Linked DNA regions of Macaca mulatta: region 1 is linked to region 2. A link is a contact called in public Hi-C data. All regions are on one chromosome and are shown on one strand. Each heading gives the region's core, a stretch centred on a gene start, on an enhancer-like site or on the middle of the called end of the contact. The rest is flanking DNA. Distances are from core to core; before and after follow the strand shown. Region 1 overlaps TRIM2 (tripartite motif containing 2). Region 2 has its middle 53 kb from the start of TRIM2.

Region 1 (5,013 bases), core at 436-2,935, 98 kb after region 2:
TCTGTTTCAAAAAAAAAACAAACAAAGAAACAAACAAACAAAAAAACTGTATAGAAATATCTCTTCTGATTTTGCATGATTCTACTCACTCTCATTTATTGATGTATTTTGTGTGGCTTATTAAAGGGTGGTGAGGTGTAGTGTATTATTAAGCTATTCATATGTCCAAAAAACCCCCACAAAGGCTTACTGAATCCTTAAATGAGCCCAGCTCCAGGAGTAAAAAAGTGAATTATCAGTCATTTCTAAAGGAACTCATAAATGTAGTAGTGGCCATAATAATGATAGTAATAATTTATGTTCTGACTGCTTATGATGCATCAGGCACTGGATCATGTTTGTTTGTTTGTTTGTTTTGAGACGGAGTCTCGCTCTGTCACCCAGGCTGGAGTGCCCTGACGCAATCTCCGCTCACTGGAGCGTCCGCCTCCCGGATTCAAGCGATTCTTGTGCTTCAGTCTCCTAAATAGCTGGGATTACAGGCGCCTGCCACCATGCCCAGCTAGTTTTTGCACTTTTAGTAGAGACAGGGTTTCACCATGTTGGCCAGGCTAGTCTTGAACTCCTGACCTCAGGTGATCCACCTGTCTCGGCCTACCAAAGTGCTGATTTTACAGGCGTGAGCCACCGCGCCCGGACTGGATCAGGTCCTTTATATAGACTAAAACCATTTCCTTCTCCTAACAATGCTATGTAGTCAGTACCCTTGTCATCCCCCGTACACTTGAGGTAATTGAGGCATAGAGGTTAAATTACTTACCCAGGGTTATACAACTTATAAGTGGCAGAGCCAGGATCCAAACCCATTCTTGGCTCTAGAGCCCATCCTCTTCACCACCGCACCTGAGACTGTGTGTTAGGCCTGGGGCTGACACTGACACACTGGATCATTTAATCATCACAATGGCATTAGGACGTATCATTTTACAAATGAGCTAACAGAGAGGCAAGGAGCAACCTGCAGATAAAGCAAATCCAGATGTGTCTCCGGAGCCGTGCCTTAATCGCAGATGCATTCTGACTTTCATCGTAGAATTCTAATCGTGGATGAAAGTGACCCTGAGTTGTAGCGCCAGGCAGGCTGCTTAGGAAAAGACTCTTCTGGTAACAAGTTGGAGGGGCAGCCTTCTGAGGATGGTGTCAGATTCCCCTGTCCTCGCATTAGCTCCCTCTGCCAAAGTGCCCAAACTCCTACTTCAGTGTCACCTCCAGGTTTTAAAGCATGAAAACCCAGGCATGTTACCCGGAGAAAGTCCCACCCCCACCATGGGCGCATCGGCTCAGAACCCTCCAGGGTTGGCAGGCAGAGAGATGTCAACCCTGGACACGGGAAAAGGCCACAGTCGAGAGAACCCCCGTTGCTGGAGGGCCAGGCGGGGACGATCCCCGGGTCTCCTAGCTTTTAATGCCGTCACGGCGGGCCTGACTCCCTCCTCTTCCCCACACCGCCACCACTTGAATCAGTTCTTTTACAGAGTGATTCTGTTTCCTGGTGAGACAAAAAGGTTAGAAAAGGAAACCCAGAGGGGGTGGGGGAAAGACAGAGGTTCGGAATACCACCGCGCAATCGCCATCTGGGTGGAGGGGATCCGCCTGCTTTTCTTCCGCCTAAGAGCAGCTAGGCTCCCGCCTCGGGGCGGGGCCTGTTGCCATGGAGCCCGGGCGCGAGGCGGAGCCCGAGGAGTGAAAGCGCTCCCGGCTCCGCCTGGCCTGCGAGGCCGGGGCTGTCTGAGATTTCCCCAGGTCTGTGGTTATGACCGTAGGATGGAATCGTAGAGGTCGGGTGATTCGGTCAGCAGAGAAGAACATTTGTGAGGTTCTCGCTGAACTACATATTGGTCTAAAAGTAATCCACTGTCTGGGACCGAGAGGAAGGAATGTGTGGAAGAGGCAGGCATTATTAGCAGCGCGTCCGCCTCGGCCACCTCCCTGCTTCCGCCCCTACCCTGGAGGCTCTGCTCCGCCTCCGCCAGCTCAGTCGCCCACAGAGACTCCCGGACTCTTAAATCCCAGCCCTGTAGTCAAAACCACTGCATTAATTAAACAAGGTAAACTGGTGAGGCAAGCAGGAACTTTTGGCACGGCCTTGAATTTAATTGTTAAATTAAGAAGTGTGGTCATGGAGCTCTGCTTAAGAGAAAAACAATACTTGATACCGATGTGCACATCGGTGTAGACACAGATGCAATCAGGAACCCATAGTTAGCACTGGGAGATGACATTCCGGGTATACTCAGGATACATAGTTAACTTTGAATTCTCCAGGCCTAACAATGGGCGAAACAAAAGAGCTTTGTGTTTGCTTGCCTTTGCTTTTTGTTATAGTCAGAGCAGGACAAAGAATAATGAAGGGGTAGATATGTTATTACTTGGGCATTTAATAATCAGTGCATAGCAGAGCCTTGTTTTTGCTTGTCTTTTTTTTTTTTTTTTTTTCTTTTTTTTTCTTTTTCTTTCTTTCTTTTTTTTTTTTTCAAGACAAGGCCTCACTCTGTCACCCAGACTGGAGCACAGTGGCCCCATCTCAGCTCACTACAACCTCGGCCTCTTGGGTTCAAGTGATTCTCTTGCCTCAGCCTCCGGAGAAGCTGGGACGACAGGCACGTGCCACCATGCCTGGCTAACTTATGTATTTTTAGTAGTGACGGGGTTTCACCATGTTGACAAGGCTGGTCTCCAGCGCCTGACCTCAAGGGATCTGCCTGCCTTGGCCTCCAAAAGTGCTGGGATTACAGGCATGAGCCACCACACCAGGCCTACGTCAGTCTTTTCTACAAAACTACAGAACTCTCTATCAAGAATAATGCTAGAGAAGGATTATTAATGGGATGGTTTGTAAGTACCTAGAAAAAAAAAGCATCCTGAGTTCCATAAGAATAAATGATACCAGACCAACCAAAATTCCTTGTTGGATAGGGTTGCTGGGCATGAATTTATGTTCAATATGAGTCAATATGAGAAAAGTGCCAAGAAAGGTACAAGGACCTCAGAGGTACTTAATAGAAGGATAGAGCCTGGAGCAAGCAAAGTGATGGTCTTGCTCTGTTCTGTGCTGGGCAGATCCCACCTGGATATGTCTTCAGTTTGGGGCAGCTCCCTGTGGGAAACATACTGGGCAGGGAGTCAGGGGTGCTAGACCTGGGTCACCTTTACTGCAAATACAGCCTGGCTGCAAAGGGCTATCCCGATCCTTGAGACCCAGTCAACACAACTGTGAGCTGGAGGCAAATAACTCAGTCCCCAGGAATGATTTTGAGAGGTTCTGTTCATGTCATTTATTTTTGTATCACCAGTGCCTTGTGTACCACTGGCACACAATCATTTGTGCAATGTATAACATTAAAGGGTCATCCCAAGGCCAGGCCAGTTCTGGTGTGAATTCTTGGATTGGAACTGGGTCAGCTGGTTCCTGATAAATCTACTCCTATCCATATAACCCCAACAGGTTAAGGCCAACTTGCACCTTTTCTCTTTTAAGGATGCTTAAGAGAAAGTCCTTTCTGCTTCATTCACCATTACTTCCTGACTGTCCTGTCTGTTCTTAAAACCTTCCCCACAGCCTCTAATGAATGATCCCAACCCTTAAACATAGGGGGCCTCACCAGGGCTACTGCCAGTAGAGAGGAAGGGGCTCAGCCTCTTGGGGTCCAAACCAAACCACTTAATCAAACTGACTACAGAGAGTCTGGACTGTCCAGAAGGAGCTGGGCTTTGAGGGCCACACCTGGAGTGCTAACCTGTGAAATCCATCATAATAATACTTCCTCTCCAGTTGCTCATGCTTGAACTGAAGGCTGGAAATAATTACTTCTTACCATCTTCTTTTATAAAACCATTGGGCAATACTTTTCATAAAGTTTTTATGTTTGTTTGTTTTCTTTATATCTTTAAAATTTTTTTCTACTTGACATGTTAATGAGGTACAGTGTGATGTTTCAATGTGGATGCATATTGTGTAACAATTAAATCAGGATACTTAGCATATGCATCACCTTATACCTTTCTTTGTAGTGAGAACATTCAAAATTCTCTCTTCTAGCTATTTTGAAATATACAGGCCGGGTACTGTGGCTCACGCCTGTGATTTCAACACTTTGGGAAGCTGAGATGGGCATATCACTTGAGCCCAGGAGTTCTAGACCAGCCTGGGCAGCATGGCAAAACCCTGTCTCCATAAAAAAATAGAAAAAATTAACTGAGCACAGTGGTGCATGCCTGTAGTCCCAGCTACTGGGGAGACTAAGGTGGGAGGATCGCTTGAGGCCAGAAGGTCGAGGCTTCAGTGAGCAGCAGTCACGCCACTGCACTCCAGCTTGGATGACAGAGTGACACCCTGTCTCAAAAAATACAAATTAAAAAATGAAATCTACAATGCATTATTGTTAACTGTAGTGACTCTACTGTACAATAGAACACTAGAACTTGTTCCTCCTATCTAACTGTAACTTTGTATCTGTTGACTAATCTCTCCCTATCTGCCTCCTCCAACCCCAATAAAGTTTGTTGAAATCAGAGACACAGAAAATGAAATGATGATTGCATTAGGCAGCTTTTATAAGCTCCTGATTTCAGTTGGCCTCTTCTCGTTCATTATATTTATCTCACACTGAAACACATCACCTCTCTACTTAGCGGGCTTTGTTCTACTCTGGAGTTGCCTGATTACTGTTCCTGTTCTTTCACATCCTGGGGCAGGTGACATACTGAAAGAGGAGTGGTGCCAGCCACAAGACCTGGACTCTAGTTCACCTCTATTATATTGTGGCTACTCCATTCTGGGCTGGTCACTTTACCTTTCTACATCTCAATTTCCACTAAAATAATAATGCCTGCTCTACCCGTTTCTAGGTTAGCTTTGAGGATCAAAGAGAAAATCTATGAAGGTACTTTCTATTTTTTTTTTTTTTTTTTTGAGACAGAGTCTCACTCTGTCGCCCAGGCTGGAGTGCAGTGGCCTGATCTCGGCTCACTGCAACCCCTGCTGCCCAGGTTCAAGCAATTCTCCTGCCTCAG
Region 2 (4,914 bases), core at 1,985-4,484:
GGCTGGAATGCAGTGATGCAGTCAAAGCTCATTGCAGCCTCAATCTCTTAGGCTCAAGGGATTCTCCCATCTCAGTATCTCAAGTAGCTGGAACTACGGGCACCCACCACCATACCCAGCTAATTTTTTTATTTTTGGTAGGACAGTATCTCCCTATGTTGCCCAGGATGGTCTCAACCTCCTGGTCTCAAGCAATCCCAGCCCTGCAAAGTGCTGGGATTAAAAGCGTGAGCCACTGCACCTGGCCTCTGACTTTGAATCTATCATCTTAACCACTCTACCACGCTGCTCTCCATGGAAATGTTTGTCATGGAAAATATAGGGGTCAAGACAGGAGGATTGATTGAGGCCAGGAGTTCAAGACCAGCCTGGGCAACAGAGCGAGACCTTGTCTCTAAAATAAATAAAATATAAAATAAAATGAAATGAAATAGAAAACATTGCCAGGCACGGTGGCTCATGCCTGTAATCCTAGCATTTTGGGCGGCCAAGGCGAGAGGATTGCTTGAGCCCAGGAGTTTGAGATCAACCTGGGCAACATGGCAAGACCCTGTCTCTACAAAAAATATATTTTTTAAATTAGTCAAGCATGGTGGTACACGCCTATAGTCCCAGCTACTCAGAGAGGCTGAGGCAGAAGGATTACTTGAGCCCAGGAGATCAAGTCTTCAGTGAGCCATGTTTGTACCACTGCACTCCAACCTGGGGGGCAGAGTAAGAGAAAAAAAGAAAAAAGAAAACAAGGAAAGAAAAAGAAAAAAAAATTGGCAAATATAAAGCCAAGAATTCCCTCACATCATCATAGTCATAAGTATACACACATATAATTTCAAAAAAGACTGGAATCATAACTATCTACTGTTCTGAATTTCACTTAATATTATCAGCTAATATAATATTCTGAATATAATCGTCCTGCTCTTAATTATCCTTTAGGAAGACATTTCAGTGACTGCATTCTTAGTATCTTTTAACTGCCTTCTACAATGTTCACTGTTAATTTTTGTTAAAAGTGAAGATGATCTGTTAAGAATTTTTTGTTTTCTCAAACATGAAATGTATTAGGAGATGCCTATGTATGGATGTATATTATATTGCTGGGTATACATATTTCTGTTTTAGAGATCTCCATTTGCAAATAAACATCTGGGTCACATGTTTACAAAATTTGTGCTTCAAAGCAGATTCAGGATACAGCATGTGAATTTTCAAAACAGAAATTAGGCTAGGCACAGGCTCACGTCTATAATCTTAGCACTTTGGGAGGCTGAGATGGGTGGATCACTTGAGGTCAGGAGTTCGAGACCAGCCTGGCCAACATGGTGAAACTCCGACTCTTTTAAAAATACAAAAATTAGTCGGGCTTGGTGGTGAGCACCTGTAGTCCCAGCTGCTCGAGAGGCTGAGGCAGGAGAATGGCTTGAACCTGGGAGGCAGAGGTTGCAGTGAGCCAGAATCATACCACTGCACTCCAGCCTGGGAGACAGAGTGAGACTCTATCTCAAAATAATAAATAAATAGAATTTAAAAACAGAAATTAGAGGATTTTTCTTTTTCTTTTCTATTTTCTTTTTTCTTTCTTTTTTTTTTTTGAGATGGAGTCTTGCTCTCACTCGCCAGGCTGGAGTGCAGTGGCGCGATCTCGTCTCACTGCAATCTCTGCCTCCCAGATTCAAGCAATTCCCCTGCCTCAGCCTCCCGAGCAGCTGGGACTACATGCGCGTATCACCACACCTGGCTAATTTTTTTTTTTTTTTTTTGTATTGTAGTAGCGATGGGGTTTCACCATGTTGACCAGCATGGTCTTGATCTCCTGACCTTGTGATCTGCCTGCCTCAGCCTCCCAAAGTGCTGAGATTACAGGCATGATTTTTCTTAACAAAAAGGTTTTTCTGCTTTATGAAGAAATTTTCTTGTGTGTTTTATTTTACATAAACCATTTCCCTAGAATATGGAAATATCACTTGCTTTGTGAAAATTGGATGCATGTTAAACTTTTCAGAAATGAATTTATGACTTTTTAAAAGGATGCATTTGTATGTACATATTTCAGTCTCAACCCAGAGATTAACATAATCATATTATCATAATGTGTATAGTAAAATCTCATTAATTCAAACATGCCACTGATTTTTAACTTTTAATAGCTCAAATACGGAATATATAATTGATCATAGGAGAAACCAGTATGAGGCATGTGTAATTTTTTTTTTTGTACAATCTTCTTATGCCTTGGATGCAAGCTCATTAACTTGTTTCATTTTACCTTTTAGCATCTATTTGTGGTGTGATTAGTATGATGTGTCTGTAACCAAAAGTAACAAGACAGAGGTCAGGCAATGACTCACACCTGTAATTGCTGTACTGGAGGAGGCCAAAGTGGGCAGATCACTTGAGGCCAGGAGTTTGAGACCAGCCTGGCCAAAATGGTGAAACCCTATCTCTACTGAAAATACAAAAATTAGCCGGGTGTGGTGGCTCACACGTGTATTCCCAGCTACTCAGGAAGCTGAGACTGGAGAATCACCTGAACGCGGAAGGCGGAGGTTGCCGTGAGCAAAGATGGTGCCCCTGCACTCCAGCCTGGGCAACAGAGTGAAGCTGTGTCTCAACAAACAAACAAACAACAACAACAAAACCAAAACAAAAGGAACCAGGTGGCATGTGGACATTTAAATATTTCATAAATATGCCTAGTCTCATCTACACTTCCTCTTTTCTCCATAGGACCCAACCGAAATCATGAGTGAAATTTCATAACCATCATGGCCTGATGATGCAAGATTGTACTTGAAACAGTTCTTGAATTTCTGTGCATGAGATCATCTATAGCCAAGTATTATTCCCACGAAGTCTCACCTCTGTTTCACACATCTTTATGGGCTTTTCCTCACTCCTACCTGGAGCCAGCTAGTGCTCTGTCGGTGTAAAATAACTGTTTAAATAGTATCTTAAGGAAAATAAATAGAGAAAAGGAAATAAGCCGAAGAGAATGTATTCATTCTAAACCCAGGTATTAACTCACTGGTAGGGAAGGGTGAGCTACGCAGTCCCTCGCCTGTGATAGCCACTGACCCCACTCAGGCTCGCGCGGTCCCTCTTCCATTCCCCCAAATCACAGACATCTTATTCCTGACCAACCACCCTCGTGAATCTCTTTGAATCTGTGATTTAAAACAGGCATTCATGGACATTCTTCTTAGAAGGCCTAGTGCTAAGTCGCAGTTGTCAAGGGAACCGCGTGTCTGGAGGGAGAACCGGCTCTCCGGAGTTTCCAGGGAAACCATCCCCCGTAGAGGCAGGTGCTGCTGGCTGGGCCTAGCAGGGAAGGGCTCTCTGGGCGGAGCCGGGGCACTAGGGGCCTGGGGTAAGGCCGCCAGGCTGCCGTGAGCTCGGGATCAGTCTCTCACACATAAATATATATATGCTATAAAATACTAATTTCGGTGGAGTACTTCACTTTGATATTCCACTTGCAAAACAGAACCACTGATTCCTTCCAGCTTGACAAGATTGAGTCGCTTTCGAGGAGCTGCCCGTGCTTTGGAAATGGTCCAAATCAACGAGGAACTGCCAAGGAGCCCCCTCAGACAGTAAGGTTCTGTTGGCCAGGGTCCTGGGGACAGACACAAGCGTTGGTGCGCGCGACTGAAACGGGTGCAGAGCAGTTGAATGAGCTTCTTACGCTTTGCATGGTGCGCAGAATAGCCCATCAATACCCAGAAACCCAGTAGAAATAGGGATGAGTGTTGCTGCGAAAGCGCCTTCTGCATTTGAAATGCAGGTTGGGTTACCTGGAAAGGCTCCTGCCTCTTGTTTTGTTTCAGAAATACTGTTGGGAAAAGGATCTGATTTCTGTTCGGAGTGAACAAAGGTTTGTGGAGAATTCCTAGGTCAGGGCTGGCATTTGCACCTTTTCCTGGTCGTTCCCTGCACAGTCATTCCAGCGGCGGCGTCGCTGGGGCTGAGGCCGGGTAACTGCGGCTGGGCATGCGGATTTAGTCCCCCGCCTGTCGTCTTTGTGGCTCCTTGTGGGGGAGGGGTGGGCTGTCTGACACAGTTATTAAACTTGGCAGCTGCGCTGGCGGCACTGAGGAGCATTTTGAGTGAACTTGCAGAAAATGAGGGGCTTTCAGCTGTTACCCCTCGCTTGTCTGAAAGGCAGCTCTCAGAGCGCTTTCCCGTCCTTCTAATTACAGTGGCGGGGGCAGTGCGCGCTTCGGGACACAATTGGAAACGTGAGTATCTGCGGCCCCCGCGCTGCTGGCAGGCGGCTGGGCGCTTAAAGCTTCCAGACCGGTGGTGGGGACAGAAAGGCAGGGATAGGAGAGGCGGGCGCGCGTGCGGCTGGGCTGCGGAAGGGCCCCGAGAAGCGCGTCGCCACGCCTCGTCTGGAGGTGGTGCTCACTGGCTAGGAGGCGACAGCCCGAAGCCTGCAGACGTGGGCGTGAGTGCAGGGTTGCCAGCATCGGGCTTGGAACGGCCCTGTGCTTTGGGGATCCACACACAAAGGAAAGAACCTTGGGCCTAGGCAGCCAGGGCAGGCAGCCCCGCCCCGCCCCTGATCTTTCCGGCCCTTTTTGAAAATGCAGAGAAGGCGCGTTTTACGGTTGGCTCGAAACAACGAGATGAGGCCAGTGTTCCAGCCCGTGAGGACCTTTGTGCGCTGCGCAGTGGCGGCTGCGGCTGGTCCTGTAGGGACACGGGCGTGGCGGCGTCTCAGGGAGCAGCGCGCATCGCAGAGTCCGGGCCCGGGAGGGGGCGCGTCCGGGTTCCTTTGAGATCTCAGCGCCTTTGGGATTTCAGAGCCTTGCGGGCCTCAGGGTCTCGCCGCGCCCAGAACTCGTTTCTTCCTTCTGTTAGCACAATGTGCTTAGCAGGGCAGACATGAAGTGACAAGACTTCAGTTCCCTC

What was found. Hi-C and Micro-C count contacts between places; a contact is called where the count stands out from the background.
Region 1: a Hi-C map of fetal cortex germinal zone shows a contact between it and region 2, with 2.2 times the contacts expected there. The contact joins two enhancer-like sites. A contact is called at or near these places in 2 of 14 Hi-C or Micro-C datasets (fetal cortex germinal zone and fetal cortical plate).

What each region holds. Positions count from the first base shown.
Region 1 is chr5:161,837,281-161,842,293 of T2T-MMU8v2.0, forward strand. The region is part of intron 1 of TRIM2 (tripartite motif containing 2); the gene reads left to right. Among named protein-coding and RNA genes, the nearest start is that of TRIM2, 47 kb to the left of the region's middle. Within about 2 kb of position 1,686, at least 37 of the 40 cell types and tissues checked have an H3K27ac peak or open chromatin away from gene starts, as enhancers often do. A contact at or near this core is called in fetal cortex germinal zone and fetal cortical plate, where this site is marked.
Region 2 is chr5:161,737,762-161,742,675 of T2T-MMU8v2.0, forward strand. No RefSeq gene overlaps it. Among named protein-coding and RNA genes, the nearest start is that of TRIM2, 53 kb to the right of the region's middle. Within about 2 kb of position 3,235, at least 19 of the 40 cell types and tissues checked have an H3K27ac peak or open chromatin away from gene starts, as enhancers often do. A contact at or near this core is called in fetal cortex germinal zone and fetal cortical plate, where this site is marked.